Regions from separate parts of the Mus musculus genome. Here all the other regions are linked to region 1. A link is a contact called in public HiChIP or PLAC-seq data. All regions are on one chromosome and are shown on one strand. The core of a region is the stretch at or near the end of the contact, and the rest is flanking DNA. Distances in the headings are between cores, read along the strand shown.

Region 1 (3,160 bases), core at 348-2,847:
ACCCGACTGCTTTTCCAAAGGTCTGGAGTTCAAATCCCAGCAACCACATGGTGGCTCACAACCATCTGTAACAAGATCTAACGCCCTCTTCTGGAGTGTCTGAAGACAGCTACAGTGTACTTACATATAATAAATAAATCTTAAAAAAAAAAAAAAAGCATTCACCTGTCAGAAAAAAAAAAAAAAAAGCCCTTAGCCAATGAGCTGTGGCCGGAAATGGGAGGTGGGAGTTCCAGGAGAGAGGAGGGTAGAGAATTATGGGACAGAGTCAGAGGCAAGAGATTCATTCTCTTAGACAGAGAGGAAGACAATGAACCTGCAGAGTAGTAGGTAACCAGTAGAAGAACATAGAATAAACTGGATTATTGAGATATGAGCTGGTCATGGGGCAGAGCCGAGGCTATGGCTAATCATTTATTAATAAATAATTAGTCTCAGAGTTGTTATTTCTGGGAACAAAGCAGTCAGGAGGCAAAGCCCAGCATAACAAATGGCACCCCACACTGGTCACTATGTGTAACTCAGAGCTTCCTCCCCTCCGCCACCACCACCTTGCTCCCCATAATAATGACTCTGGGACTTCTTTTACATGAATAAATTCCTAGGCCAATATAACCCTGGCTCTGTTTCCTATGTGTGTGTGTGTTCACACTTGCATAGAAACCAGAGACTGATGCTGTGCATCTCTTCACAGCTTTCCACCTTCTTCTTCTTCTTCTTCTTCTTCTTCTTCTTCTTCTTCTTCTTCTTCTTCTTCTTCTTCTTCTTCTTCTTCTTTGTCCTCCTCCTCCTCCTCCTCCTCCTCCTCCTCCTCTTCTTCCTCTTCTTCTTCCTCTTCTTCTTCTTCTTCTTCTTATTATTATTATTATTATTACAACTATTGTTATTGACATTATTATTATATATTTTGGGGATAGGGTCTCTCACTGAATCTGGAGCTCATAATTCAGCTGGACAGGCTGGTCAGTTAGCCCCAATGATCTCCTATTTCCATCTTCCCAGAGCTGGGCTTATAGGACGTACTGCCTCATGGGGTCCTAAATATATCACCTCAGTCCTTATGCTAGCACTTTACCAACTTAACTGTCCTCCCAGCCCCTAAAAAGAGCTGTCTTGTCCTCCCAACTCCAGATCAGGAAAGTAGGGCTCAAAAATCCAGCCCCTAAAACCTTCACTGTCTCCATGACAATGGGTTGAGCAGGGACCACCCAGCCGCTATGTGGTCAGAGTCTTAATGTGCAACGCAGACTCTCAACAGCAGCAAGTCAAACTCCGTGGACACAAATGTTCCACTTTAACCATGTTGAGGCCCTGCAACGACCCCATTCAAGGTCTAGTAGGTAAAAATAGATCTGTAGTTCTGCCCTCTTTCCTTGAGGGCTGAGGTGAGGGAAGGGATGGGGCTGAAAATGAATAAAACAGTTTCAATCCTCTGAGGATTGTGCAAGGTGTAAGGGTGAGTGTGGCATGTTCCGGCTAGGCTGGCAGAACTCCCGCTCTGACTCAGAAACAGAGAATTCACTCTAGTTTCCTTCTCTGGCTGCCTCGTTGATCAGCCACAGGGCAGGATGCATGCTGAGGCATTGAAATTTGGGTGACATGTCACACTGGGGGAAAGGCGGCCACTCATATGCTGAGTCATGGCTCTGGTACAGGCACTGAATGACACACACTCCAAAAAAAAAAAAAAAAAGACACAGAGCTGTCTGCCAGATTGGGGCTGGAGCCACGGGAGAACTGGGTGTCCGGGTGACTTGACACTCCCTGGAGATTTGGAAATCTCTCCGTGTGCAAAAGGAGAATGGAGACCTAACCTCAGACCCAGTCGTAATAAGAATCAACCCTGATTTGATTGATTACACCTGTAACCCCAGCACTAGGAAGGTGGAGGCAGGAGGATCGGAAATTCAAGTTATTTCCCAGTGTGAGGCTAGCCTGAGCTACGTGAGATCTTGTCTCAGTGAAATAAAAGAAAAATATAGCAATAAGTGTAAAGCGTTCCTGAGGCTAGCGGGATGACTCTGCTGTGTAAACTCGAGGGCTAGAGTTCAACCTCTGGAACGCACAGTTCAAGGAGAGCTGACCTCCACAGGCACACATCGTAAATGCATACACATATGCTAATAAATCACTTAAAAAACAGGTTAGTAAACTGTAAAAACATCAGCAGAGACCTTGGCGGAATCCCGGGACTATATGCTTCTGATTTCTCCTTCAGCAGTTGCCCTTGATGATGTCTGTAAGTTATTCCTTGAAAAAAGATGAGCTGTCAATCACCAGGCTGGTGACCCGCGCCCTTGGGCATGTGAAAAGTCAAGTGGAGATGACACAGTCACCCTATCACCCTGCTTATTCTATTGACACATTGGCAAAGTCCCCTCAACACCGCCTTCCTCCCAGGCTAACTGGTCGACCCCAGCAACAAGGTATCACCCTTTGTTGTCCAGTGAAATAGGACCAGTGATTGGCACTTTTGCAATAACAGAACAGAGGGGCCCTTGATCAGTGTCCATGTCTCCAGCACCAGTGTCCTGCCTCACCTTTCAGCTCCCAGAGCTTGGCTGCCTTAAGCTCTGTGGAGTTAGGGAGAATCTGGGGATGGGCAGTGAGAGTTATTGACCTGCTTCATGATCTATACACTGATGGAAGCAATGCCAGGCACAGCAAGCTCCTGTAACTGTAGTGCTGTGCTTATAATTTTATCCCAAGGTGGCCTTCACACTAACTTACTCATGTATGCTACAGGAATCTTTTATAAGTGAGGATTCCGGATATGGTGTGGTGTGTGTGTGTGTGTGTGTGTGTGTGTGTGTGTGTTCATGAACTGGGTGTGAACGTGAGTTCACCTGTGAGTGTGTGTTCATGCCTGTAAGTGAGCAGACCAGAGGACTGGTGCTGGCTTTTGTTCCTCCTCAAGTACTACTTACCAGACATTTTTGTTGTTGTTGTTTTGGTTTTGTGATTTTTTTTTTTCCCCACACTGTATTCCCGGCAGGTCCAGAACTCACTATGTAGACCAGGCTTGCCGTGAATTCACAGAGATCTGCTTGCCTCTGCTTCCCTAGTGTTAGGGTTAAGGGTGTGTGCCACCATGCCTAGCCACCATTGCATTTTGAGACAGTGTCTTTCACTAGAACCCAGGTCTCCCCAATAGTCTGGC
Region 2 (3,160 bases), core at 400-2,899, 260 kb after region 1:
ACTTCACTCCTCCCCCCATTTTAATATTTATTGAATTGACAATACTAGCTGTATATATGAATGAGACATAACATGTTGCCATACCTGTATACATGGTGTAAAAATTACACCAGGGCAATTGGCCTACATATCACATAAAACATTTATCATTTCTGTGTACAAGAACCCTTGAAAACCTTCCCCTTTCTAAGCTACAATGTATCTCCTTTCTAAGCTACAATGTATCTCCTTTCTAAGCTACAATGTATCTCCTTTCTAAGCTACAATGTATCTCCTTTATAAAACAATGTATCTCCTGATGCATTGTTTTCAACCATAGTGACTGTAGCATGCTACAAAACATTAGAAGTGACTTCTCCCACCTGTTCCCTAGCCTGGTTAACTACCCTCTCCTTCCCCCAGCCCATAATAACAACCATTCTCCTCTCTGTTTCCTTGACACCAACTCGTCAATGGCCACGTGGGAAAGTGTGTGGTATTCCTGACCCTTTCATCTTTTAGACCTGATGGATAACATGCTGTTCTACTAAGAAAGCTACAGCAATACCTCTGAAGCTAGGTAGCTTGAACAACACGTTGAGGAACACGTATCATCTGAGATTAGAAGTCCAGGAGCACACTCTTGGCCGATGCTATTCCTTGCAAAGGCCTCTCTGTGGCTTCCAGAGGAGCACCTGCTCATTGTGTCCCTGTTGGGTGAGGATCCTGTGTGTGCTGGAGGTGGCTCCTGTCCTAGGAGCCCTGTACTGACACCCAAGGACCCTGAGGGCCTGGCCCAGGCTCCCCACCCTCTTGTGTGAATGCCATTCAGGTTTTTGTTCATTGTTGCCTGCCGGACAACCGGGAGTGTTTTCTTTGGAAAGCCCAGCGATCCTGCATGCTGCCCTTCCTCTGTCCCGAACAAGTGTTGTTTAATGGGCGGCCGAGATTGTTTTGGAGATAGGCGTCTTTTCGAAAGAGGAGGAGGCTGTGTGCCTTGGTTACTTTGGCCACCTTCCTTTGTTTTTTTTCTGGAAACTCCTCCTCCCCATGTGTGAAGACCGTAGGTGTCAGGGACCTGAAAAACAAACACTCATTCAGCATGCAAGAACCAGGCCCTGAGAAGCCCTGCAAGGCCTCACATCAGGGTCCTGAGGAGGCCCTGAGAGGGAGAGGGGAAGGCAGCAGAGCCTGGGAAAGTCACACCCTACAGTGTGAACTGAGTTTGCTGACTGTTTTGGGGACCTGCAGACAGGGGCCTGTGAATTCCAAACACAGTACACAGGCCTTTGGCTTTCCCTCAGGCCCCTTCCTTCCTGTCCCTCAGCCTGACCCTCCCCTCCTGGCAGGCCCTTCCTGTTTCGGGGAAGTTCAGCTTGTGGTGGAAGAATGGCCATTGTTCCTCCCTCCTCCTGGTCCCCTGCTCACATCCGGTCCCTGGTCTCTAAGTTCCCCTTCAGAACAGCCCAGACTTTCCTTCTCAAGAAACCTGTGAGACGAGGGCATTTCCTCCCTGGCTACCCCGGTTCCCACCCTCTGTTTCCAGTAGCCTTCAGGCCTGCCAGACCATCAGGCTCCCTGCTTTTCTGTGACCCGAGGCCCACACCTGTGACTTAACAGCTCAGTGTCTCTTTCCTCACATTCTACCTGTCCCAAGACATATTTACCCTAGGACCTCATGTGAAAAGGCAAAGGGCGAGTTCTGTCACCCATGCCCTCACCCTTTCAGGCAGGCATCAATCACCCGGTTGACAGGTGGCAAGTGCCTCATCTGCAGGCTGGCAGCTCTCTACCATGACATCATGGCCAAGTGAGCTCTGGGGCCTTTCCTACTGGGTGCCTTCTCTGTCTGCTACTTGATTCCCACTGCTCTTGTCTGGGAGAAACCTTTCTTTTGTCTCCTTACACTAGGGACAGACCCAGGTTCCCCCATCCTACTGCATGATGAATTCTTGGTCCTCTCCATATTTGCTGCTCAGCCTTCACCCTACTTTCTATGACTGACCATGCACACACAGCTCACAAAGAGCCAGGGTCCTCTCCAGTGTGTTCAGAGCTACTGTCATCCCGGGAGATACCGCTGACCCCCTCCCCATTCCTCAGTGTATTCAGAAATAGTCCCCTGAGCAGCTCATTTAGGAGACATTCACCCATGGATTTGTGTGAGCCCCTTTACATGTTGGGGCCTAGTTAACACCATCAACCCAAGGCAGGATGACCTTGGAAGAGCAAAGAGACAAGGCAGGAGTCATAGTGGGTATTCTGAAACTGTCCCCTTTAACCTCTAGAGACAAGATGTATCTGTGGCAGATTAGTGACTCCCCTCTGCTATTAAGGTACACATATATGTCACCTCTGCACCCACAGAGGCCAAGATGGGTCCCTGAGGTCTACATTCAGCCTTATTCCCCGTCCTGTGGATGCTGAAATAATCTAAGATAACACAAATCAAGGATTATAGCAGACTCTGCTACACCATTAAACTTCACTAATACACACACACACACACACACAGAGAGAGAGAGAGAGAGAGAGAGAGAGAGAGAGAGAGAGAGAGAGAGAGAGAGAGAGAGAGCAACTTTCCCTCTGGCCAAGATCTAACCAAATCATTATCTCTTCAGGCTGCAGTGAAGATTAAGTCAAAAGCCCTGTTGACTGTACATGCAGTAGCTGGCAGGTGCTCACAGGGAGCAGCCTGGCTGATCCTCGTCATTTGTCCTCCATGTCATGACAGTCCACACCAACGTGAGGGCTAAACACAGTCACTCTAAAGTTCCAAAGTGTCCCATGGCTATTATTAGGCTGTGACAGGCAGCAGAGCCAGGAGAAGTGACCTGGCTCAGAGGACCACAACCTCTGAACGAATGTCATCATCTCCCCAAGTTCCTGAATCCATTGCCACTAGGTTGGGACATTCTCTTCAAGGGCCAGCTCCAAAGCTGGGTTGTAGGAAGTTGTGCAATCGGTGAGGTTCGCTGGCAAGGGATGACTTTCATCTTTTACACATTGACCCTCATGTTCCTGGAAGCTAAACGGGATGAACGTTTTGTTCTTCCCCCAAACACCCCGCCCCTTCTGTCCTCTGTCCTTCAACCAAACCATGTGTGTGTGGCACCCACAGTTCTCAAGAGACCTGGCCAGAACCCCAATTGGCACTCACATGCCCCCTAGAGCATGCACA
Region 3 (3,160 bases), core at 444-2,943, 220 kb after region 1:
CACAGAACACTAACTGACGTCAGCCTAACACAGGTGATTTCACTGTGTCCTCTGAGCCATCTTCCATCATCCTAAGAGACTGAGTCTGTCCATTTCTGTCACAGAAAGTGAAGAGAAAGGAAAAGGTTTGTGTGCATGCACTTACTCACAGACAGACAGACAGACAGACGACACTATGAAACTAGAAAAGGAGCTAAGTTAAGGCTCTCTCTACCAGTTCCTCATGGTAGGTTTATCATTACCATTTAATCAGTACCAGTCCCTGGATCCTACAACTGACCATGGAGAAAGGAGGCTTAGATTGAGGAGGAGGACGAGGTAGACAGGAAGGCCCAGGACATCCAGAAGGATCTCTACACATGGCCTGACTTCTGCTCATTTGCAAGTCATGAGCTCAACAGAAGTACTCCTGTGCTTCAGCAAACAGAGCCCGTGCCCACTTCCAAATGACATCAGCCACTAGCAGGGACATTTATTCAAGCCAACCTCAATAGATAGCGGGACATTTATTCAAGCCAACCTCAATAGATAGCGGGACCTTGTGATTGCTGAGGAAAGAGAAGACTTCCATCCCTAGAATATTCCTCTTCAACCACCAATGTGATGGCAAGTCTGCCTTGACCTGCCTTCCTTGTGGGGTAAGTTTTCCCCTGGTTTATAACTGCTGAAGCATTATGTAGATTCTTGCTTCCTTCCATCATCTGTGGCTCTCCCAACCTCAGGCCTCAGATGTTTTACCCCAAGAGTCCTCTGGTCACAGCTTTGATTTTTTTCCCTCTGTGGAAGAGCAATGCTTGTTCAGACACTGTGAAACAAGAAGACACACATCTGACACCCGCAGAAAGAAAATAAAAACAAAAAACAAAAAAACACCATTCCCACAGTGCTTTTAGCTTCTCCCAGGATTTCTCCAATGCTACCAAACCAGGGCATGTGTTGGAAGTCAGCAAACAGTTGCTTTGGGGAAAAATGTTTGGACTGTTGTAGCAGACTGGGGGAAGACTTGAGCAGCAAGGGTGTAGGTACCAGGTCTTCCCAGAGCCTCCAGTTCTCATCAACTCTCATGGAGGAAGCAAACAGAGACTCTCTGATAACACTCCAGGGCTCTTGTAGTGATCTAGAGAGCGTGAATGTGGAGTGACTAGCAGAGAGGCCTTGGATTTGATCTCTAGTCCCAGGATGCACTGCAGAGGCTAAGCAAGGACTCCCTTCCCAGGGATCCTGGCAGCATCTCTGACCCCTTGGAAAGGCTTCAATGGCAAAGAGCTACAGGCTGAACATGATCACAAAACCATCCATCACCTCTGTCCTCTCTCAACCAATCTGGAATCTTCCCATGACAGTGTCTCAGCCCGGACTTCCGCAAGGCTACCTCTTTTTCACAATTAAGGACTTCAGAAGAAATGATTCTGGGTGTGACTCATATGCTCTCTCGGTGACCAAGAAAAGGACTAGAGGCCCTCTGGTGCCAGTGACTCACACTCCTCTCAGGAGCAAAGGGCTCTGTTATCTTTTTCCTGATATTTTGAAAATGTTAAATGTCTACTTTATCAAGACATTGCCATTTAGAGCGGCTAGACCAGAAAGAATGGTCGCAGTGAGTCTACTGGAGGACAGGACTATCCCTCACCAGACACACTTGACATTCTACCTCAGGGGCACAGCTTCTACAGGGCTCCTCTGCCCGTGGCTCATGAACCAGAGCCACAGCCACTCAAAGAGGGACAGTTGGTTCCACACATCAGCCTCTGCCTCATGCAACTGAGGTTGAAGAACTCCTGAAACAGGTAGTATACCTCCTGAGCACTATGGCCTTTCCTGAAGCTACCAATGCCCTCCTTCTGATGGAGTTGACATGTGTCCTTCCCATTACATCAGCACCTTGAACAAAAACAAAAACAAAAACAAAAACAAAAACAAAAACAAAAACAAAACAAAAGATAAATTCTTCTAATCCAGGAAGACTCCACTGGTGATATCAGGAAGGGCAGGTCTGCAAAGTCCCCAGTGTAGAGTGACACCCTCAACTCCTTCCCCTCATCTCACAAGTCAAGAGCCCTTCACCATCAACCCTGGCACCACCACCCCCCCCCGAGGCTCACTCAAGTTTCACTGTGCAACTGAATCAGACTCACAGAGCAACCCTCACTTGCCATTCCTCTGAGCAGAGCAGAAGGGAAGAGACGCCTCCCCTTCACACACCCCTTGTTCAGCTGACGCACACTCCGTACCTGCTGCCTTCCAGACCATGCTTCCACTATGGCTGCCCTGACGATGCTTAGTGAAACTTAATAAGGCTCTGCTAGTCCCACTTCTTTGACAAGGAAAGCCTCCAATTCACTACCCCTCATTAATGACTAAGACCTGCTCCTTGTGGATCCTAGATCAGATCTATACTCACCCACACACTCCCGCCAAAATCCTCAAGAAAGGGGGGGGGGTGCCATGCAGTGGTTTCAGTCTGATAATGTGCCTTCCTGAAGGATCATGTGCTGGGGACCTACTGGCCAGCCATGATGGATCAGAATCACCTGGGAGACAACCCTCTGGGCGCACCTGTGAAGGATTATCTAGAGCGTGTTAAGGGAGGTAGGGAGAGCCAGACGCTAAGGGCTGAGGTTCTGGACTGTATGAAAAGAACAGGTGTATCTTTAAACCTCCACATAGGTATGATGGCATGTACATTATGTGTGAGCATGCACCTATGATGATGATGATGATGCTAATGATGATAACAGAATAACAGAAACAATACATGTTAAAGGGGGAAAGTGGTCTGAGCACCACGCATCCATCTCTCTCTGCTTCCAGATGGCAGGTACACTGTGACCAGTGGCCTCAAGCTCCAACTCTCGTGCCTTTCCCCTCCATGATGCGCCTTAGAACTGTGAGCCAACATAAGCTCTTCCTTCTTTAGGTCACTTTTTTCCGTATTTCCTTGAAGCAATGGAGAGTAATACCACAGGTGACCGGCTTTGGGGAAGTGGTTACAGACCCTGTCTTAATCGATGACTGATCTCTTCGTGGATTTATAATTTGATAGTGCGAATGGATAGTGGCAGAAATCAGGAGGTGGGGTCTGTTGGAGAACGTATGTACATACGTATGTCACCGGATGTGACCCTTGACCTTCTCTCTCTGCTTCCTGGCTGCCCTGCTG
Region 4 (3,160 bases), core at 414-2,913, 130 kb after region 1:
AAAGACAACAGCAAAGAACAAAACCAAGCTACGCATACAGCACAGGGAGCTGGGGAGAGAGCTTGTTGTCTGCCTGGCAAATCACCAACCTGACACACTTAAAAAAAGCTCGGAATGGTGGGGTTCTTGTAAGCCAGTACTGGGGAGGGTAGAGACAGAATCCCTGGGACTCACTGATCGGCCCTGCTAGCTTAGTGAGTTCCAGGTCATAAGAGATCCCATCTCAAAAAATAAGAAATTAAGGTGGATGGTATGTCTAAGGCTGTCTTCTGGCCTCCACCTGTATGCACACAAATTGTGATTACAGAATATAAAATGAGGTCCTGGCATGTAGAAGAGCTGAAGTCTGCGGCTTGGACCAGGTGTTCTGATTCCCAGATTGAATGAGGCTGTCTCCAGGAGGCCATCTTGTCTCTGCCTCTCTCCTCCCTACCTGGGGCTTAAGACATGTGAATGAGCCCACGCTTGACAGCTGCTACCACTCACGTGTTTAGAGAGCATCTTATTTCGTCCTCTTGCCCCTCAGATGTTGTCCATCTGCCTGCTTGGCCGCCCTGATGAGAATCTTATGAGCATGTGGCATTTCCAGAGTTTTTCTTAGTCTAAATGCCATGGACAAATCCCTCCTGAAATCTTATCCATATGTGCTGGGTTCATCCTCAGTCCTTGAAGGAACAGAGCCAGCCTCTCGTTAATTTTCCAATCTTTCCCACTAAAATGTTTAGTTCCCCTTCTGAGTCCTTTCATAGATTATTTCTGCCAAGACAATGGGACAGAGGGTTCCTGGAATAAATGATGGAACTGGAGGGAATTAACCAATAAGATCAACGGTGGAGCCAAGCCAACTGTTGGAGCCTCCCCATCCCATGCAACTGGTACAGGGAGGCAGAAGTGCTTCCCCAACTGTCTGTCCCGGTACCATGTGGCTGTACATGTGTTGCACACAAGTGTCATGCAGATGGAGGTCCACGCCTTGCTTCCTGGGTTTGATTGATGGCAACTAGCCAGGGTTATAGCTGCAGCAATAGGCATTATTAGGGAGGTGGCACCCACAGCACTGGGGGCCATCCATATGAGATTCTTACGAGCATATGGGTTTTTCTTATCACGGTTTTTCTTAGTCTAAACTGCATGGACAAATCTCTATTGAAATCTCATCCACTATGCAAAGTTTATCCTCAGTCCTTGAAGGAACCAAGCCAGTCTCTTTGTTATGCCTAACCTGGTTGGCTTTCTGGGACAGAGCTGTGGCCCCTGATCTGCTGGCAACTCACTTCCTCTTTTCAGTAGAATGGTACTAATGATACCATCCACTTCCAAGTCTTGCTTTCTTGTACATTCATGTAAGAATGAGTAGATATGTATACATGCAAATATATGCATATATCACACATGTACATATTTAGATATGTACATGTTAGGAAGACTGGGTGAGATGAATGGAGAGGAGAGGAGACCTATCAGACAAACCTAAAGGAATCCTAAGCTGACACATCCTTTCATTATGTCCTCATGAAATGGCATGTGTGGGTGAGGGAGGGGTTCTAGGAGCTTCAGTAGCTTACCCATCACCATTAATCCTGCAGTTGGCAGCTTGTGTCAGTTGGCTCAAAAGCAGTGACTCACTCTGACTCAAAGGGCTCTGAAGACTTCTCCTTGAATCCGTCACAACACATCTTCCTCTCTGGCAGCTCTTCATGACTCAGAGGCCCCTCAGCCAGGCCACTGGGAGATTGGGGGATGGGGATGTTTCGAGTGATTGAAAAATCGTGTCTGACACCGGGGAGACAGTTCAGTTAGTAAAGCACAGTGAGTCTCACACTTGTGAAGATTGGAGACTCACTGCAAGAACCCATATTTAACAATAATAATAATAATGCAGGCATGGTGGTGTGCTTGGGATCCGAGCCCTAGGGAAGACAGGTACAGGATGATCCCTGGGCACTGGCCAGCTAGCCTAGGCTACTCGGAGAGATCCAGGCCAGAGGAAGAGTGCATCTAGAAGACAAGGTAATGGCTAAGGAAGCATGCCTGAGGAAGGACCGCCTATATACCTTTGACCCTCGCTTGTGCATGTGCTCACGCACATTCAGTTCTTGTTCATGTGTACATCACACTTGAATGTGCATACACGCACATCTAATGCACATGCACACAGAGAGAGAGACACACAAGAAAGTCCATGTTTGCACATAAGATTTCATTTCCTTTGACTTTCAAGCTGAGAAATTACTGGCAAACTTGTTCCAGGAGAAAATATTGAGCAATTGTTATCAGTGAGAATGTCTCTGTCTGTCTAGGGGGTAGAGGGCAAGAATGGTGACCCAAGAACAGCTGGCCCCCTTTTAAAAGTCTTTTATTCCCGACAATGACTAATGGCTGTCACCAGTAGACAAGCACCTGGCCATTGCTGAGCACAGAGAAGTGAATATATATGTATAGGAAATTTTATAGAAGAAATATTTGTTTTATGTTTGTTTTGTTAGTGTGTGTGCATGTGAGCGTGCAAGCACCCATGGGGAGGCCAGAGGACAATGTCTCACACTTGCCTGGGACTTAGAAGTTATGTCAGGCTGGACAGTCAGTGAGCCCTAGGGATCTGCCTGCCTCTCCCTTCCCAGTGCAGAGGACTACGTGAGGATGTCACCACATCTGGCCTTTTACAAACACTATCTGGGAACCAAATCCAGGTCTACGTGCTTGCAATACGAGATCACTTTACCTACTTGGCTTCTTCCCCATCCCAAAAGATATTTCTAGAGCCCTTCACAGCACCTGTGTGTTCAAAGCCACTGGAGGAAGACCACACAGCTCCTTGCCCTGAAGCAGGTCTGAGAGATGGACTGGTGGCTTTACCGAAGGTCGGGTTTCACAGATTGATGTGGAGGTTTGGCCATGGGGAAGAAGCACAAGCAGGTCCATTCATTCAAGTTGTTTAGCAATCTGGCATAAAAGACTGCTCACATGACGCAGAACCAACAAACTCGTGGGGATATTCCAAATTAGACAGTAAGGTGTGTGAAGAGCCTGGGGCGTGGGAGGCCCAGCCTTCCACAGGATTCGGCAGCAGCTCTGTTGTGTGGCCTCCATTTCTTCTGACTGGCCATTGACTCATCCTGCCGGTGCCTGGCTGCATAGAACCCACTTGGAGCAGAGTGAT

What was found. HiChIP or PLAC-seq counts read pairs in DNA pulled down with a chosen protein or histone mark.
Region 2: an H3K4me3 HiChIP or PLAC-seq map of bone marrow-derived macrophages shows a contact between it and region 1, with 5 times the contacts expected there. The contact joins two enhancer-like sites. A contact is called at or near these places in 9 of 484 Hi-C or Micro-C datasets (CD4 T cells, CD8 T cells, the HL-1 cell line and 2 more) and 8 of 115 datasets of contacts at active chromatin or transcription factors (the 230-238 cell line, the HPC-7 cell line, acute myeloid leukemia and 5 more).
Region 3: an HNF4G HiChIP or PLAC-seq map of pancreatic cancer cells shows a contact between it and region 1. The contact joins two enhancer-like sites. A contact is called at or near these places in 2 of 484 Hi-C or Micro-C datasets (bone marrow-derived macrophages and spermatogonial stem cells) and 7 of 115 datasets of contacts at active chromatin or transcription factors (bone marrow-derived macrophages, embryonic basal ganglia, embryonic stem cells and 4 more).
Region 4: a FOXA1 HiChIP or PLAC-seq map of pancreatic cancer cells shows a contact between it and region 1. The contact joins two enhancer-like sites. A contact is called at or near these places in 3 of 484 Hi-C or Micro-C datasets (the N1E-115 cell line, embryonic fibroblasts and uterus) and 3 of 115 datasets of contacts at active chromatin or transcription factors (CD8 T cells, bone marrow-derived macrophages and pancreatic cancer cells).

Annotation. Positions count from the first base shown.
Region 1 is chr8:126,549,619-126,552,778 of GRCm38.p6, forward strand. No RefSeq gene overlaps it. Among named protein-coding and RNA genes, the nearest start is that of Gm39286, 21 kb to the right of the region's middle. Within about 2 kb of position 1,598, at least 122 of the 459 cell types and tissues checked have an H3K27ac peak or open chromatin away from gene starts, as enhancers often do. A contact at or near this core is called in CD8 T cells, the HPC-7 cell line, acute myeloid leukemia and 5 more, where this site is marked.
Region 2 is chr8:126,804,657-126,807,816 of GRCm38.p6, forward strand. It overlaps Gm31718 (a long non-coding RNA gene), which reads right to left. Exons shown (of 8, transcript XR_879375.3): 8 at 51-1,057. Among named protein-coding and RNA genes, the nearest start is that of A630001O12Rik, 43 kb to the right of the region's middle. Within about 2 kb of position 1,650, at least 165 of the 459 cell types and tissues checked have an H3K27ac peak or open chromatin away from gene starts, as enhancers often do. A contact at or near this core is called in CD8 T cells, the HPC-7 cell line, acute myeloid leukemia and 2 more, where this site is marked.
Region 3 is chr8:126,766,183-126,769,342 of GRCm38.p6, forward strand. No RefSeq gene overlaps it. Among named protein-coding and RNA genes, the nearest start is that of Gm45805, 9.4 kb to the left of the region's middle. Within about 2 kb of position 1,694, at least 65 of the 459 cell types and tissues checked have an H3K27ac peak or open chromatin away from gene starts, as enhancers often do. A contact at or near this core is called in bone marrow-derived macrophages, pancreatic cancer cells and trophoblast stem cells, where this site is marked.
Region 4 is chr8:126,682,493-126,685,652 of GRCm38.p6, forward strand. No RefSeq gene overlaps it. Among named protein-coding and RNA genes, the nearest start is that of Gm31603, 46 kb to the right of the region's middle. Within about 2 kb of position 1,664, at least 118 of the 459 cell types and tissues checked have an H3K27ac peak or open chromatin away from gene starts, as enhancers often do. A contact at or near this core is called in CD8 T cells, bone marrow-derived macrophages, embryonic fibroblasts and 1 more, where this site is marked.